Linked DNA regions of Hordeum vulgare: region 1 is linked to region 2. The links are chromatin contacts, called in public Hi-C maps. All regions are on one chromosome and are shown on one strand. Each heading gives the region's core, a stretch centred on a gene start, on an enhancer-like site or on the middle of the called end of the contact. The rest is flanking DNA. Distances are from core to core; before and after follow the strand shown.

The links. A called contact is a pair of places that touch in the nucleus more often than the background predicts.
Region 1: a Hi-C map of leaf shows a contact between it and region 2, with 4 times the contacts expected there. The contact joins two enhancer-like sites. A contact is called at or near these places in 2 of 6 Hi-C or Micro-C datasets (leaf and seedling).

The regions. Positions count from the first base shown.
Region 1 is chr4H:457,051,664-457,056,230 of MorexV3_pseudomolecules_assembly, reverse strand. No RefSeq gene overlaps it. Among protein-coding and RNA genes, the nearest start is that of LOC123448941, 230 kb to the right of the region's middle. Within about 2 kb of position 3,115, at least 1 of the 3 cell types and tissues checked has open chromatin away from gene starts, as enhancers often do. A contact at or near this core is called in leaf, where this site is marked.
Region 2 is chr4H:456,195,533-456,200,092 of MorexV3_pseudomolecules_assembly, reverse strand. No RefSeq gene overlaps it. Among protein-coding and RNA genes, the nearest start is that of LOC123451592, 5.9 kb to the left of the region's middle. Within about 2 kb of position 2,267, at least 3 of the 3 cell types and tissues checked have open chromatin away from gene starts, as enhancers often do. A contact at or near this core is called in leaf, where this site is marked.

The DNA of each region.
Region 1 (4,567 bases), core at 1,866-4,365, 860 kb before region 2:
ATTGTGTAAAAGCATTTCGCATTTCAAGAAACATCTAAATTTGTTTTAACAGAAGTTGAACAATTTAACATATTTTGTCAAGTTTTTAAGTAACTATGCGTTTAAAAAAATACAATACAAACTGTATTTGAATAACTGTGTATTTGAATAATATAATGTGGAAATAAAAAATATAAATGAATATCGTAAATAAGAAAATAAGTAATTCAGCGTGCACAGCTTTGCTGGGCTCAACCAACCGGCCCAGCATACAAGCGGCGGTGTGGCCTGGTAGCGAGGACGCACCACTTCCTTACGGGAGGATGCCGGTTCGAATCCCGCTGGTGTATGATTTTTTTTTAATTTCTTTCTCCAATTCATTGGAAAATTACAAATAAGTCTGTTTCAATATTGGAAAATTCGTGAATAAAAAAATTTCTTAGTGAAGCCCTTTTTGCACAAAATAATGCGTATTTATTTGATTACGTGTAAAACATGAATTTTTTCTGTAAAAAATATGCCACGTCAGCACCCGACGGACTGGCCACGCCGGTCAGATACACCGTCAATATCCGGTTTAGATTTTTTTGTAACGACCTGTCCCAAACTTAGTACTAACACGTAAAATTTATCAATTTTGATACCAATTTATCACTATGGCTCCAAATATGATACCAACGTGTAATTTTCTCGATGCAGAGTGGCACATAGGTGTACAATTTCAGGGTGATGAATTGCCGAGAAATACTTTTGTTGTACGATCCATAGAAAAAAAACTATTCTCTTCTATCCATATTAATTGTTGCTCAAACAAAAATGTATTGAATATTAAAATATATCCATTTTAACGATAACTAATATCGGAGTAAACCGAAGCTATTGGTGACTCAACAGTAAGTTGGTGACACGGCGTGGTTCACATCCCGCTACCATTAGGCCGGTTGTTTTCTAAACGGTGCCCGTTCCTTCGTTATTTTTCAAACAGCGCACACGCTTCAGCACGTTGGGCTGGCTCATTGCAGGATTCGAACCTAGGATGCCTGAGTTCAGTGATCAACGTCATTCCATTTTCCCCGTCATTTCTGCTTTCTTCATTTTCTTTTTCTTTTTTCCCTGTCCTTTTTACTTACTTTTCTCAAATTCGCAAACTTTTCTTCATATTGATGAACTTTTTTAAAAATCCATAAAGTTTTTTATCAAAATTGATGAACTTATGTTTTTCAAATTCAATGATTGTTTTCTAAAATGGATGACTTTTCTGAAATTCAATTTTTCTTTAAAATCGGTCTTTTTTTCCCAATTTTGAGAATTTGTTTATCAAAATAGATGATTTCCCCCCAAATTCGATGAACGTTCTTATTTTTCTAATAATGTTTTTAAAACAGATGAACATTTTTCGAATTTCTGAACTATTTAAAAGCTATGATTTTTTTTTCATATTTATCAACTATTTTACAAAATTGATAAAAAAAATTCAAGGTCGATGTACATTTTCCAAATTTGATGAACTTTTTTTCAATTTTGTGATATATTTTCAAAATGCTGATCTTTTCAAATTCAGAAAATATTTTTCCAAATTTGATGACCATTTTCAAACATGTGATATTTTTTCAAAATCCATGAACAATTTTAAATTTATATTTTTGAAATTTTACAAAAAATCAGTTTTTAAGATAATAAAAATGCATTTTAGAAAATAACAGTTGACCGTTGAACAGCTGGTTAACCATTGGCCGATAGAAAAAAAAACTATTGCGTAGTGAGCGATTGGGCAAGGATCGAACTCTCCTTGGCCACGACGCGCTTGGAGGCGCGCATAAGTACTGTATCATGTTTCTGACGCCAGTGGCGGAGCTTGAGCAAAATCCAAAAGGGGGTCATTACTTGAAGGGGAGCAAATTAATAAAGAAGAAGGTGCTAATCTCTAGTTTAAAGTTTACTCAGGCTTAAAATGTAGCATATGCTTTGCTAGTTGCAAAAATTAAGGGGGGCATGGCTCATGTTGGTCTACACGAAGCTCCGCCACCACCTGGCGCTGAAGGCGGCCTACACGAGCATCCTATTAGCTTATGTCATGGTCGCAAGGGCTATGTATCGCTTATCTGGCCTCTGGTGCTCTGCTAAGGGTCGGCACAAGATTGTTGTTTCCTTTAGCGGTTTTGTGAAGATTTTTATGGACTGGTTCACATGAGTTTTATAACTTATTATTTGGTTCTTCTTCTACTACTGCTACTTCTTCTTGTTGTTGTTGTTGTTCTTCTTTTTCTTCTTCTTCTTCTTCATTCTCTCCTTTTCCATGCATTTTCTAATTGGTATTCATTTGTTTTTTTCTAGTTGGATTGTACTTCTTTTTCATTTTTCATCTTTCTTCAAATACACATTGAATTTTTTTGTATACAAGTTGAACGTTTTTATATAAATGTTGAATCTTGTGTCAAATGTACACTGAACACTTTGTGAATATATGGTGATCACTTATTAACACACATTGAACATTCTTAGAAAAGCCATGAATGTTTTTAAGCATGCATAACATTTGTTTAGTTCTTAGAACATTTATTCCAAAAGGTCACAAATATTATTTTGATTGGTACAAAACATGTTTCTGAATTGTATACAGATTTTGTTAGATTTCATAAAGATAGCTATGCAATTTTTTTACTACATTGATAAACATTTTCCCAAAGTTTCACCACATATTTTCGTAACTGTTTCTTAATTTTTCCTAAAATATCTATGCAACGTATGATTTTTCTTAAATTTCAAAAAATAAACTGTGTAGATACTAAATAAAACATCACTTTTTGAAACATTTTTTTTAAAACAGATGTTTTTTTATGAAAAGGTCATGAACCTTTTTTTCAAATTGCGCAAACACGTTTTGACAATGCATGAACATTTTCCATTGCACAAGCACGTTTTTACAAAATTTAATAAATTATTTTGGGATATATATGTATAATTAGAACATTAGAACATTTCAAAATATAAAAAGAGTGCAAAAGAAAATAAAAAAGGAAGAAAACCGAACTAAATAGTCCTATGTAACAAACCCACACAATCCTATTGGGTTGGCCCACTAGAGTCTCGCTTCGGGCGAGGCTACCATCTTTGGAAAATTCTATTCGTAGCTCGCTGCATCAAACTGTCGACCCTTCGCACAGCGAAACAACCTAGAAGCAACCTGATGGACCAGTCCGTTTAAGCGTTTCAATGTCTTCTGTTTTCGAACTTCTAGAAGTTTTAGCCGGTTTTTCCCCACCATTTTTTTCTTTGTTCTGTTCTTTCGTTTTCCATTTTTCTCTCTTTTTTCTTTTCCTTTTTTTCCTTTTGTCCCTATTTATTTTTTTCTTTTCTTTCTTTTTTCAATTTTAATTTTCTTTCTTTCCTTTCTTTTCCAATTTTTTTATAAATCGTTGTGCTAATGTTTTGTGGTCCAGGATTTTCAAAATATGTTTGTATCTTTCAAAGAATGTTCAGAATTTCAAGAAATCTTTCCATTATAACCAATTGTTTCCATTATTGTTTTTAATTGCAAAAAGTTGCTCACAAATTTTAAAATAGTTCATATTTCAACAATTGTTAGCAAAATGACCACTTTTTATGAGTTCAAAAATGTCCGTGTTTTAAAATTGTTCGCAATTTTCGAAATTGATCATTTTTCAAATTTTGTTTGGTACGTTTTTCTTTAAAATGTTCATAACTTTTTATTTTTTTTGTAATTTTAAAAATGTTCCCACTTTAACAGCTAGTAGTTCACAACTTTTGGAAATGTTCATGTTTTCTTTTTGCAGGAGGAAAAAATGGTTCATGCTTTGAAATCTTGTTTGTGTTTTTGAAAAAATATTCGGAAGTTTATTTAGAAATTATTTGGAACTCGAAAAATGTTCAATTTTCAAAATTTGTTAAAATGTTCATGTTTCGATTTTTAGGAGTTCCAAAAAAGTTCCCGCTTCAAAAATTCTTTAGAAATTTCAAGAAAGTTTGTGTTTTATAATTTTCTTCGCAAATTTATAAAAATGTTCTCCATTTCCTAAAGAATGTTTGCCTTTTGAAAAAATGTACATAAGTTCAAAAAAGTTCCTGTTTCAAAAAATGTACAAAAGTTCAAAAAATGTTCCCGCTTCAAAAATTGTTTTTAAATTTCAGAAAATGTTCTTGTTTTGAAATTTTATTCATGTATTTAAGAAGTTGTTTCTGTTTTTAAATTTTGTTCACATATTCACAAAATGTTCGCATGTTGGAAAAATGTTTAAAGGTTTAGAAAAATGTTGAAAAAAAATTAGTAGCTACAATACTTCTGCAGTATTGTTTTACTCAGCTGCAACGCGTTCCCACGAGTAAATAATTAATAAAGGACTGCACTATTTAATAAATTAGTAGCTACAATACTTCTACAGTATGTATATGTCACGAAAGTTTCTCAGGCAGGAGGTTCAGGGTCCGATTTAGAGGATTTCTGACGCGTTTTCCTTTTTTATATTTTCGATCCTATGCTACAGTACACTCCCCTACTGGGCCAGCCCAGGTCAAACTCACCCTGCGCATTTGCTCGAGAGTGTGTCGCAGAACACGTCACATAGGAGTT
Region 2 (4,560 bases), core at 1,018-3,517:
CACTAGGATATGAAAAATAGAGTACACCTCATTATGTGTGTATGTTGGATAAAACCTTGTATGGGTTGAAACAATCCCCAAGAGCCTGGTACTCAAGGTTGAGCACACATTTACAACACTTTGGGTTTACACCATCAAAGGAAAAAACGTCGCTATTCTATTATAGTAAGAGAAACATCACCATATTTCTTCTTGTCTATGTTGATGATATAATTGTTGCTAGTTCAAGCCCAGATGCAACTACCTGTCTTCTTAAGGACTTGAAACTGGAATTTGCTCTAAAGGACCTAGGAGATCTTCATTACTTCCACGGAATTGAAGTTAAAAAGGTAAAAGATGACATACTTCTTACATAGGAAAAATATACAAATGATATTCTTCGAAGAGTATGTATGGAGAACTATAAGCCTCTCAGCACCCCAATCTCTACTTTAGAAGAACTTTCGGTTGAAAGTGGAGAAGAACTTGGTTCGCGGGATGAAAAAAACTATAGAAGTATTGTTGGTGCATTACAGTATGTGACACTTACACGTCCTAATATTTCATACTCATTGAACAAAGTACGTGAATATTTACATGCCCCAACTTCATCTCATTGGACTGCAGTCAAGAGAGTCCCGAGTTATCTCAAGTTTACATAGGGACTTGGACTTCAGATTGTCAAGTTCCCCTCTCTGCTTGTGACTGCTCATTGTGATGGAGATTGGGCAGGGTGCATTGATGATAGAAGGTCCACGGGTGGCTTCAGAGCTTTTCTTGAAACAAATCTTGTGTCATGGAGTGCAAGAAAACATGGTACAGTCTCAAGATCAAGTACTGAGGCGGGGTATAAAGCTTTAGCGAATGCTATAGCTGGAGTAATGTGGATTCCGACATTGCTTCATCAACTTGGAATTAAAGTTTCACAAGCTGCAAGGTTGAGGTGCACAACATTGTTGAAACATATTTTTCACCTAATCCTATTTTTCATGCACATACCAAACACGTTGAAGTTGATTTTCACTTTGTAAAAGAGTATAGCACGCAAGCTGCTTAATATAAGTTTTATACCTACATGTGATCAACTTGCTGATGGCTTTACAAAACCTCTCACAATGAAACGGTTAGATGACTTCAGGTACAATATCAACCTTGGTAAAATACCATAGTGTTTAGGTTGAGGGGGAGTGTTAGACAAAGTAGAGATATAGTAGAATTGCATTATAACCGACTTCTACCTCTAAGTTTAAACCCTTCCTCTATCCTCGAGTATGTGGACGCATCCATGCGATAGTCCTAAGCTTGTAAGCCACGACAAGATTTTGCATAAATATATATATAACTCACGTGGCCTGTATGCAAGGGTGCAAGTGGGACGGGTTGCCGTCGTCCCGCAGCCCCATAATCCTGCCCGCGAATGATATGTGGGCTACACGGCTCACCGTGATGCGGGATGTGTGGGTTAAGAGGGAGCCGCCAGCCCACATATTTTCTTGTTTTGTCTCGCTAATACACATGATTAGTCGTCGTTCTCAATGGCCGGTCAGCGCCATCCGCACCTCACCGTTCTCTTCGTCCACTACCATGACCCATCCCGCGAGCTTGTTCGCAAGCTGCTTCAGCAGCTTCACTCGGGCGGTCTCCGAGCCTGGCCGGGCTGCAGAGGTGCAGAGGTGCTTCAGCGTGTTCGTGGTACACCAACGCCGGGCTGCAGAGGTGCAATAGCAATGCCAGCGCGCGCAGCTCGTTCAGCAGCAACAACACCGGTCTGGGCAGTTCGCTGCGCTGCTTCATCAAGCCAACGACAACTGCCACAAAGAAGACCAGTGCGTGCTCGAGTGGAACCGTAGAAAATGCAGACTGTATTCTAAATTTTAACGCACACTTACAACACCGACGAAACTAATACAAATTGAAACGCCTATGCGGGCACGATGTGGGTTCTCATGGACAGCCCGCAAGTGACTGCATAATTATGCGGTTATCCGCAGGGTCCCGCAAAGCATGTTTTATGCGGGGCGGCTTTTGCGGGATTGCGGGCAACCCGCACCGCTTGCACCCCTACCCGTATGGGAGAGATACACTTCCAACCAATCTTACAGTCTGGCGTCAACGAGCACATCAACGGCTAGACTTTTGAGGATCTGGATAGATCCCACTCGTTATAGGAATCACGATTTGGAAACAAGATGACCGGTGCTTTGAGATCCGCATTTGATCCTACCCTCCACCATCACGAGTGGACACCATTGCGTGATGGAGGGCGACCACCGTTGGCCCTCACTGGTCGCAGCCTACGCTGCACACAGCCACCCGTCGCCAGATCCAGGGAGCACTAGATCTGTAGCCGCTGACGAACGAGGGCTCATCCCACCTCGATGCTACCATCCACACCATCGTAGGAGCTCTAGTGCCACCGCCGAAGGTCCCTCGCCAGAACCACCGCGACCCACGACCATGCGGCGCCCCTGCTTAGTGACATCGTCCCGTGCTGGGACACTGCATGCGGGTGCAAGCCATCCCATCGCTGGCGACACCTGCAGGGCTTCATGATCGCCAACTACTCTCTTATCAGCTACCTACCCCAAGGCGAGTTCGGCGACTCCGGCATCTTTAGCGTTGGTGGCTACGAGTGGACAATTGTCAATTGGATAGATCGAATTGGTTATAGGAATTGTAAATGAGATGACCGCTGCTTTGAGATTCGCATTGCCAGTGGTCATACGCGGGAGAGGGTCTCCGGTTCAGCTGCACACGACCAGGTCGTATAGGATTTTTCTTCCGCACGCAAGCCTGAACGCTGAGACAGTGGCAGCAGCGCTAGCAGAGCAGCACCACTGCCCGGTGCTTTAAGGACGCATTCGATCCCTGATAGGCACAACTTTTTTCATCCCTATTATTTCTCTTTGTATATAGCAGCAAATCTGGGTTAATGGACCAGCCCATGTTTTATTATTTTAATATATATTTTTCTTTAAATTAATTTGTGATTTTCCAAAATTCCAATTTTTTTAGTTTTGAAAAAAAATGTTGACGAAATCATAGAATGTTTGGACATTAAAACAAAGGTTCAGAAAATTAGAAAATGTTCACAGATTCAAAAAATGTTGATGGTTTTAAAAAAATGTTCGCATATTACAAAATAATTCACAAAATTTCTATGAATTTTCAAAAATGTTGAGAAAAACTAAAAAAATTACGAATACCCAAATTTGTTCCCCATTTACAAAAAATTTCATCGATTCAAAAAATGTTCACTGAATAAAAAAATGTCCACGCATTTCAGAAAAAAGATAAATTTACATCAATCGACAAAACTTGATCACATGAACACTGATTTTCTCTTTTTATAGCAGAAAACACGAGTTCATGGGCTAACCCACGTTTTATCATTTCAATTTATTTTGTCCTTCTTTAAATTAATTCATGATTTTTCAAAATTCCAATTTTTTGAGTTCTGAAAAAAATTGTTCATGAAACCATAGAATGTTTGGGAATTAAAACATAGGTTCACGAAATAATAAAACGTTCACGGTTTAAAAAATTAATGATTTTAAAAACTATTCATATGTTATAAAATGATTCACAATTTTCAAAAATATATTCAGCAAATATGAAATGTTCATGATTTTTAAAATGACCATTTATTCAAAACATATCAGTGAATTCGAAGAAAATGTCTATGAAGTAAAAAAAAACAACGTTGAGAAAAACTAAAAAAATCATGAATTTTAAAATTTATTCTCTATTTAAAAAAGTTCATCGACTGAGTAAAAAACTGTTCATGCATTTCAGAAAAAAGATAGTGGACGTCAATCAACAAAATTTGATCACATGAACACCACGACCATCATTAACGTGGATGGAAGAAAAGATAAGTGACAACATGATGGGCCACCGTGTTAAGTAGAGAAAAAAAGATGCTCATATGTCGGGGTATTGAGCTATACTTATTTGGCTATAACGTAATATTTTTGTCTCCCGTTGCAACGCACAAGCATATTTGCTAGTCATATATTAAAGAAGAAAGGCAAAGAAAGCCTCCACCCAAACTCTACTCTACTAAACAAATGGCCCAAGCTTCGTTTTTAGATGATTGTCATGCCCACACCATACCTTCCGACACAACTCTCCGGATTAGTATCACAATTGAAGGGGATGCTCCATCAAAAATGATGGCATTCCGGTGCTTCCACAGCTCCCAAGTTATAAGCATGAAGATCGTATGAAGTTGTTTTAGGCCCATGCCATTGGTCCCTTGCTTATCACACACCCATGATGCGAGGGAGCTCTGTGGAGTTGAGACCCACGCCGGTCTATCCATAGCCACATAGATTGTCATCCATACTGTCCTAGCAAACTCACATGTGAGCAGCATATGGTTGATCGTTTCCTCCTAGTGATCACAAAACGGGCATGCATCCTAATGGGGCAGTCCACATCGTGCCATCCGATCAGAGGTACAACATCTATCCCTCAAGGCCAACCAAATGAAGAATTTACACATCGATGAGGCCGTGAATTCCACGTTAGCTCTGCCGCGGGTATAACTTGCCTTCCGTAGAACTTGGCAGCATACGC